Linked DNA regions of Dromaius novaehollandiae: region 1 is linked to region 2. The links are chromatin contacts, called in public Hi-C maps. All regions are on one chromosome and are shown on one strand. Each heading gives the region's core, a stretch centred on a gene start, on an enhancer-like site or on the middle of the called end of the contact. The rest is flanking DNA. Distances are from core to core; before and after follow the strand shown.

Region 1 (4,954 bases), core at 1,472-3,971, 70 kb before region 2:
TACGTTTTAGTAAAAAGTATTAAAACATGGTGCATCCCACCTACAAAGACCTCACCAAACCCAATACGTTGTGTTCTTTGGAACTAATGCTCACTGAACTATGACTTCAGTATAAGGCTATAAGTATATTTTTTTATTTTAGACTTTTTAGCCCTAAATGTGATCTGTCTGTGTAGCTTTGCCAATAAATCACCTGTTCCCAGCTTTTTTCTATGGAAGCCTCACTATTTTCCCTTCTCCTTTCACCACTTCTGGGATTGTTACTTTCTCCTTCCACCCCTGTCAAAAACAGCCATCTCAGTGGTGAGACTTTAATTCTGGCTAGATTTAAGTGCACTTCAGACCAGCCCTGCTCAGAGCAATCACAGCTTGAGCAAAGTTTACTCCTCCTTTGCTGTATTTTGCCTGCATAAGCAGCATCTGTACCTGAAGTGCTGTGCTAGAAAAGGTACTGCACTGATTCTCAGGCAGTAAGGCGTGCCCACAGTACTGACAAGGTACCATTTTTACTGGCGTTGTTTATACTCCTATCTGAGTAGATCAGGCACAGTCAGTTGGAAGAAAAATGCTGCTGATCAGATTGTGTCTATGTTAGAAACTGTGCCAGCATGCACATGCCAGGGAGGGATCAGACCTTTGCACTTTCTTTCAGAGACACATAGGCAGAAGACTACAGCTGCCTTCATATTTCATTGCTCCAAGAGCAGTACTTGCCCTTCTTCACCCCAGTGCTCTCTTTGCTAGTTCTGTGTGATACTTTGTTAAAATGTCACATCAAGGTAGGTCTGGTAGTGACTTGGCCGTTCTCAGGCAGTGGCAGACCACAGTTAGGGGCTGACCTTGCTGAAATGTACTGTGTCAAAACTTCATAAAGCTTACAACCTCCTTCAATGTCTGGTTGCAGAAGTGATATTTTTTCTCCTTGGAGGTAAAGGATATTTTTAAAGCATGCATTTACCCAGCACCCATTACAGTGTTTTAACTGTAAATAAGCAAGCAGAGCACTGCAGGGAGTAAGTATTGAGATGCCACTCATCAAAGTCCCTGCTGCAGTGAGCTGAATTTTTACTTCTTGGAATAAACAAACCTTGAGCAAGTTTTAATAAATTAGCAAGTTTTTTCTTGTTTTTTTTCCAGCAATAATGTAATTTGTTCAGAGGATCATAAATTTGTCATGTTTTCTTATCACGCAATATTCTGGGTGTTGGTGCATTCTAAAAATGACTCTGGTTTTTACTCTTTGGAGCATTTCCTAAACATTTTGTCCTACTGATTCTTCTGTAACTACTGGTGTTTATTAGCAATATTTGTAACATTAATATTTACAGGATTACAAATGCACCTTGAAAATATATCTATATATTTTTTTTCTTGTGCTGCAAATGAGTTTATGTGAAGTGAAAGCACGTATTTATTAAATAACAGCTTCAGAGAGACATTTCTGAGCTGGCAAACTGGCTAGCTTTGTCATTCAGTACTCTTGTGTTTCAGTTGTAATGCTAGTGACATTTTTTGATATCTATCAAAGCAACAAACAATACAAACGTTATGTTGGTGAATCACTCCAATACTTGGGGAGGAGATAAATCTTGGTGGTGATGCTGCAGCACAGACAATTCAGTGACTTCATGAATGTGTGACAAAGCAAAAAATTCTTTGGGACAGCCAGGAATTCAAATATGCAGGTCGAAATTTAAGCTTATGCAGAAATCATGGGAGTAGTGCCATCTTAAAGGCCTTCTTGTCACACTAGGACTTAAATATTTTCTTTAATTGCATAGATTACTAAAGCCGAGTCTAGTTCCAAATATATGTATGCAAATGTCACTGCTTTTGTCTGAGGAGAACTGTAACTATGCGTTTAATTACTGTACAGTCTCCTACGCAGTTGCATGGTCTAAGAGCCATCCTCATTCTGACATATGCATTGGTGAGGATGCAGCTTTTTTTTTTTCTCCTTTGTAAGTATAGGGTGCCAGTCAAGGCAATGATAACTATTTTTCCAAGTCATGAAAGGGCTAGAGGTTTTTGCTTGTTGCTTATTATTATGGAATCAACTTTTGTTTGTATAGCTATAAATGAAGTTCTTGGAATTCAGCTGAAACAAGAGCTATGCTGAAAAGTGTCCCTTTTCTGCCTGGAAATTCTGCTAAGGGGTTTTATGACCTCTCTGCACCAATCCTGCAGCAAAGAGGAAGCAACAAATAATGATTCCCCATCTCAGTTTACCTATTTACAACTCTAATGAAAGGTTTGATAATTAAGCTTGAAAATTTTTTCCCACAAGATTAATCCTTACTTTACTGAGTAATTCCATTTAAATCAGTAAGATTTCTGCAACCGGTTACTCACGTGAGTATTTGGCTCCAGTACTATGATTGCCTAGGGGGAAGTACAAGCAAGTCTGCAATTAAAATTACAGAAGGAAAAGGAGATCTGACCTTTTAAAAAAAAGTATATGTATGCCTACTGTTTCATTGAAGAATGACAATAGCTTTTGCATTCTGAGGTGTTACTAGCAGCACTGTATAACTACTTTTCTTTAAAAAGAAAGGTAGAAAAGGTAGAAAGAGGAGGATCTGCGATGAGGGCTTTTAACTTCAAGGCACCTTAGGCTTTCTTTATGTGCATTACATTAGTGGAAAATTCCTTCATTCATTTAAAAAGATAAACAGTTGTAACTTTCACGTTTGGTTGATGTGACATCTATGACTCGCTGGGGCTGCCAGCATTCCAAAAAGGATATCGTCCTCATCTGCAGCCACTCAGGGCTTTGGGGTGGAGCCTGCAGCACAAGCCGAAACATTTACAGGTGCATAAGTACGTGGGGAAGGGCACAGGTGATGCACCTGTCTCAGGAAGGAGAACTAGCACAGGTGTGTTGTAACTCAGTCAGCTGCTTGTTTTAGAGCATGAGCTCCTTTGATCCACAAACGCACTCTCCACCACGCTGCAGCCCACAATTTCCAAATATTGGTCAAGAACCTCCGGAGATGAATATCTACTATGAGAACTTTTTCCATCCACAGAATATCCCAAGCCCACAACGACCTACCACCTTTGAGACGACGGACTACAACGCCACTCCCAATCCTTACCTCTGGCTAAATGGACCTTCCATTACCCCACCACCATACCTCCCAGGATCCAATGCCAGTCCTTTCATTCCTCAGTCTTATGGGATGCAAAGGCAGCTTTTGCCGAACATGCATGGCTTGGGAGGAACTGACCTTGGCTGGCTTCCTCTCCCATCCCAGGAGGAGCTGATGAAGTTGGTTAGACCACCTTACTCCTACTCTGCACTAATTGCCATGGCTATCCATGGAGCGCCGGAAAAAAGGTTGACTCTCAGTCAGATCTACCAGTATGTGGCCGACAACTTCCCGTTTTATAACAAAAGCAAAGCTGGCTGGCAGAACTCCATACGACACAACTTGTCTCTCAATGATTGTTTCAAGAAGGTGCCTCGAGATGAAGATGATCCAGGTATAGCTTTTCTCCTCCTTTTAAACTTGATTAATTTTAAAATGCCTAATATACTGTAAAGAGACAAAATAGGCCAGATTTGGGGCATATCCGTAGTAGCTCCTCTATTTTCATAATGCTGTGCTGGAAGGCACCCATGCATACTTGAGATCTGAATCAATGTTGCTAATAAATCTCTGCAGGGAAGGGGATTCTTTACTGCCCTAGGTCTTCCTGAGAACTGATCAATGTGCTGAGCACACAGTAAGCACAGGATCAGCCTAACTGAGCAAGACCCACTCAAAACTCTTTTGGTGTAATGCATATGACTTATGTCTAACATAACTTGGAATTAATGGAAAGAGGGTAAGACAAATTCAGACATGTCTATGAAATTCAGCAGCTTTAGGGATTCAACAACTATTCTCATTAACAGTATGCTTTTGTTTTGTTTCAAATAGTGTTTTGCTTGGAATCACAGCTCTTCTGTTTCCAACCGCTTAGCCAGTTTGCTGTCAAATTGTTCCTTTATTTATTGTTTTCTATCAATAGCTCTTAAGAAATATTAAGAACATTTAAAAATAGTTCAATTACTCTGCCACAGAGGGCCAGGAATCTGGTTCTGTCTCATTAGTGGCCTCTCCTACCCCACTGAATGAAGAGGAGCAGCCCAGAATATGGTTTGATCACTCTGTGCTGTAAATTCAGACGACCAGCTATATGCTGAAAACTTTTACTGAAAAAAAAAAAAACACCAAAAAGCAAACAAACAAATAACAACAACAAAAAAACCCACAACCCACCAAATTCCCTATGGCTCCACTTGAAGTTTTGGCTGTGTGCTGTGTTGGAACTATGAGATTCAGCCCAACACTTCACACGCTTCTCTGAATTCAACAGACTTTTGCTTTTGTGCAATTAAAAAATGCGTAACCTTTTGCTCTTGCAATTGCTATGTTTCTCTGAAGAAGCGGTAGAAACATATTGAAAAGTCCTAGAAAACTGCTCTTTGCTGTCTGTGTGCATATCTTTATACTAAAAATGTGTTTCATCTCCTTCAACAGGAAAAGGAAATTACTGGACTCTAGACCCAAACTGTGAGAAGATGTTTGACAATGGAAACTTTCGCAGGAAGAGGAAAAGAAAATCTGACACTGGGACCAGTGCTGCCTCTCTTGCATCTGAGAAATCAGAGGATAGTGCCCTGACTGGCAGCCCCAAAGATATAGAGCATCAGGATATCTTGGAAAACTCATCACCTGGGACTGACAATTCACCTGAGAAACGATCTCCATCTCCATCTTCCAGTAGTCCCTGCCTCAGTAACTTCCTCTCCAGTATGACTGCATATGTTAACGGCTCCAATTCAGTGAGCCGATCAGTGCCTTTGGGACTCAACACTGAACCCATTGACAAAATGGGACAGAATATGGTAGGCTTTAATTCTTATTCCCCACTCTCTAATATCCCCAGCCATGGTGTGGGAGAG
Region 2 (4,775 bases), core at 1,407-3,906:
CAGGAGCCTTTTAGTAGGTGTCATATTGTTTCTTTCTGCATTTCTCCTGAGGATACCTGTAAGATCTAATTGTCAGAGACTTGAGAATACACTTCGGTCAAATTGCTCGCGTTTTTTCACTCGTGTTAAGAGTATTTTATCAGGACAGGAATGTAGCTTTTTAAGTGTTGAAATTTCCAGTTTTTGCAGGGCCCACCAACTTTATATTCTTAACATATCAGAGGTTAGCTGGTATGACCATCTTTTTCACACATTGAGTGTGAAAAAAGGTCCTTTGGTTTGAAAATAACATCAATGTTAGAAATTAGTCTTTATTTTGCAATGTACTAACATTGTAGATGAAGAAGTTGAGAAGAGTGGCCATAAAAGTGCTGTTAGAAAAATTTCTCCTCTGTAAAAAGACTTTATGATGCAATTTATCATACTGATTTCAGGAATAATTCCAGAAGGAACTCTCCTGAATTTGAGAGGGGTTTTATTTTAGAAAATGGTGATATTCAGTTATAAAAGAAAATATCATAATATGTGAACTACTATGAGTTATGTAGTGATATACCAGTGATATATAATGTTATTGCGAAAATACAATAAGAGTAATTTGAAAATTAAAATCCATTAACTAAATGTTGAAAGAATCTTCTGTAATTCTGATCTAAACATGTTCTGATAGTCAAATTCTATGAAAAATGATTTTTGTAGGAAATTTCTTCTTTTTTTCCAGTTTGATTTAAAAATTAAAATGGTCATTTAATATACATAATATTAGATGGAATGAAAATATTACCCTTTAGTGAGGCCTAACAGGGAACTTGGTGTGGCAAGGCGATTGCCTGATGACACAAAAATGAAGAAAATGTTGCAGCAGCTTCCATGAAAGCACAGTGTTTTTACTATGTAGAATTCACAGCAGAATCAGAAACAGTGGTAGTCCACCTTGTGTGAAATTATGATACATAAAGTAAACTATACAGCTGATGCCACACCTACAAAATGGTATAGAAATCTAACACATATCTTGCGCCTTAATGTCATCTTTTTCAGCTCAGTATTCTCATCCTATCATAAAGGCTATTCTACTTAAAGGCACAAAGGAAAGGAGAGATCCAACAGTCAGAAAAAACAGAAAACAGCAAAGATGGCTACAGTGAGAACCAGCTTTTCTCTAAACATCAGCCTTACCAGAATTTGATTCAGATTGCTCAGGGCAGGCCTTTCTTGGTAAGTGGATTCCAGAGCTTCTGCCAAGTTAGCTGTTTAAAAAGCATTTCTGTCAACATTATGGCTAGATTTTTTTGCAAGCCAACCAAAACTAATATTTTCTGATTTATGCAAGCTATTTCTCATGTCTCCCTTACCATATCAGATGCTATTACTCAGCTGCTTCTGTGAATCAGTGTCTGTCAAAAGCAGACTTTAAATTGCTGTATTTACAGCAGGATCTGAACAAACATGTTTAGGTTTGTTTTACTTTGTTTACTCTGTTTTTAACGTGTTTTCCACTCACAATATAATAAGGCAGAATACAGTGTTGCCCTGTCAGCAAGTAACATGTTGCCAATAAATTTTGTTCAAGTAAATTTATTTAATCAAAGCTCTTAGCTGACATTGTGCACATCACTGTGAGAATTATAGAAGACTACCTTAGTGAGCTGAAAAAGATGACATTAAGGCATATGATATATGTTAGATTTCTGTTGTTGCTGTGGCATCAGCCGTATAGTTGCGTGGGTGGATATTATCATCAGTTTAGAGATGGGGTACTTGAGACAGTCTTTGATTGTCTCGAACATCACTGTACAGTGATGGCAGAATCGGAGGTTGTACCTTAGTCTCTTCCAGCTAACTGCCTGGAGTATTCCTCATGCATTTCCTCAGAATAAATGCTAACGTTGCTGTCACTAAACCTTCAGCTTTATAAAAGGCACATGTGGTGCTATGATGTATCTCCAATAGATTTGAAGAAGTATTAAGACCAGCGATCTGGGGATACTTCATCTGGAACACAGTTATTATCTATCAACTGTGTTCAAGAAAGGACATTCAAATGGGAACAGGTAGAGAGAAGCGCTGTGATGATCAAGGAATTGGAGTGATTGTCCTAGGATAAAAGATGGAAACTTATTTAATTAGGTGAAACAGAGGCAGTTGGGATTTGAGCGCTGTCTACAAATACGTAAGGGACAAATAAAAGCTGAGGCTAACAGATAATGTTGGCACAAGAGCCAAAAGGTATAAATTGGCTATGAGTAAATTTGGGGTGGAAATTAATAGAATGTTCCTAGCCATTAGAGCAAAGAAATTCTGGAATAGTCTTCCAAGAGAAATAGTGAGAGGGAAAAATAATCTGTTTTTAATATGGAGCATAATACTTCTACAAAAGGATGATATGGTGCAGTGGCCATAAAAGGCAACTGCACTCATTTACTCATGAGATCACGTTGGAGTCTGTGTTGCTATAATCCTAAATTTCTATGTGTCATTTGAAAGCCTGAACAGAATTATTACCACTTGCAGGCAAGAATTTCATTATCACAGAACCAGGCTATTCCTTGCCCTAGAAACAGTACTGTCAAAATTTCAAACAGGTTGCTCTTAGTAGGTACTGGTTACCAAAGCAAGGACTGACAGGGAAGGCTATGCTGATGTAACTGCTACAGTGTATAGGACATGTAAATGCAAACTGCAAACCTGCATTATCTGCTGCCGCAAGTGAAGTGGGGCTATGTGGATAGCAGCAAAACAGGTGACCTAGTAATACTGCTCCTTTTTTGTGCCTTTTTTTTTTTAATTAATGTTCACAGCAACCTTACTGTCATTACAACCCGCTGTTATGGTTTGGCATTATTACTTTTTTATGTAAGGTGTTCTTGAAATACCATGCTGCCCTCTTGAGGTTGCATAACACATGGTTTAGGTTTGGGGTTTTTTAATCAGTTACAGGAAAGAAAAAGACATTTTAATGGAAATCTGTTTCTTACAGAAATAGGCAGATTAGGTGTGAGAGTTTCACTCTATCTGTGTTTTGGAAGCCCCAAAGGAGCTGGGCATGCAAATCCTTGCAAAAATCTGACTCTAAATTCCTCAGCCTTAACTCCTCCAGTGATCTAGAGGATCCTGTGCAAAAGTGTCATTGGCTGGCAGTAGAGCTTGGTAGGGTTGTTTGGTTACAAACATTGTGGTATTTTGATTTGAACACAGAAATAATCTGCAGGGATGAGAGGAGACATGTTTCTAATACTTTGGGCTGGCCAACAGTCCTGTAAGAGTTTGGTCCTGCTACTATCAATACTAGTAAGGCACAGAGTGACAGATGTGTCCTCTGCTGCAGCGATCTTGCTGCCTGATAGTTTCTTCCAACTGTGGTGTGTCATTGAAATGATTTTTTAAGAGAACTAAATGTGTTTAGGTTGGCCAAATGAGGATGTAAGTGGTTAGAACAAGTGTTGTAAAGCACGTACAAGATAAAAGCACAGAGGAGAGAGACTGTAACAGAAACTGCTTTTGATACCACTGGGAATACTGAGGTGATATTAAAAAGGGGAAAGTTACCACAGGCACCCTGTGTAATAGTCCCTTTTAAGTGAATTGCTTAAGATGAGACTAGGTGGAGAATAGTGGGAATGCTATATGGTGAAGGAGGTTGTTTAATTGCTCGTTTTCCATTTATTGCTCTTGGAATCAGTTTATAGGGCAGTGTGTTCATCAGAGACAAGTAGAATGGAATGTAACAAGAAGGAGCCACAGTGGTGTGTTCCTACACCACTATAAGGCTTGGATTTGACAGGATATGAGGAGACTTTTTAGCCATCTGTTTTCTCTCTTTCTGCTCCAGAGTGTCTGTGCCATTCCAGGGGATTCCTAGAGAAGATGAATGATAGCAGCTAGAGGCAGATGTAAAACATGCTGCGTGTGATTTCTAATGGCAGAAAGTTTGGCAGAACTCCTACTGCCATGACTAGAGCAAAGGTTTCCTTTTGTCTGTCTAGTTTTAGAATACTTGCTGCCTGTCTCTAGAGGTTCATTTCAAACCTCAGCTGTGTTAATATAAGTGGGATTCAGTGCCCGTGCAGTGTTGGGTGAAGCCTGTTTCAGTCTCGGTGCGATGTTTGGCAGACAACACTTTGTTGGCAACAAGGGTGGGAATGACTGGCAGCTGTAATAGCAATGCCAAAATGAATGCTAGTCTTTGCACTATGAACTCCCGTTCCAGCTGCTCAAGCAGGGATCACCCTGTAGTCCATCTGCCATCTGCCTGCCTTCACTAGAAACTTGTAATTTGACTTCACGTTGAACAAATATCCATAGAATGACTAGTGTTATGCACCTCAAAACCATCCCCATTACAGGAACAAGTAGTGTTACTAAGCATAGGAGAAGTACTTATTTTTAATATCATGCAAAACCGCTTTGGCTATTTGACACAGCAAAGCCAATGCCCTTCTCTGGTATCTTCTAGAATTTCTGTAAAAGAAGCACTGGTCCATGTATTAGCCCGTCTTTTGTATCCAAAATTTCCACTTTACAAGACCCAGAGTACTGTACTTCCCGATAAATATTTTCAAGTAGTCTTGTAGTCTGTCTGTAATGATTGGCATATGTAAAAAGTAAACACCAAAAGAAATAGGAAAAAGCTGAATAAAAAATTACCTAAAAGTGTTGTTAGCTGACTATGAAACAGACTTGCGTTTTCAGAGCTTGCTTGGTTGAATGAACATTTGCGTTCATTCTCAAATGATCAAATGGATATTTCCAGGTGAGGATATACCTGATAAAGC

What was found. A called contact is a pair of places that touch in the nucleus more often than the background predicts.
Region 1: a contact with region 2 is called in a Hi-C map of liver, with 9 times the contacts expected there. The contact joins the promoter of FOXI1 here to the enhancer-like site in region 2. A contact is called at or near these places in 3 of 4 Hi-C or Micro-C datasets (brain, liver and ovary).

What each region holds. Positions count from the first base shown.
Region 1 is chr15:5,146,386-5,151,339 of bDroNov1.hap1, reverse strand. FOXI1 (forkhead box I1) reads left to right here and starts at 2,721. Exons shown (of 2, transcript XM_026098448.2): 1 at 2,721-3,486; 2 at 4,530-4,954. The coding sequence starts at 2,913. All of the region lies in intron 3 of LOC135330013 (a long non-coding RNA gene), which reads right to left.
Region 2 is chr15:5,076,437-5,081,211 of bDroNov1.hap1, reverse strand. The region is part of intron 2 of LOC112982221 (a long non-coding RNA gene); the gene reads left to right. Among named protein-coding and RNA genes, the nearest start is that of LCP2, 67 kb to the right of the region's middle. Within about 2 kb of position 2,656, at least 1 of the 2 cell types and tissues checked has open chromatin away from gene starts, as enhancers often do.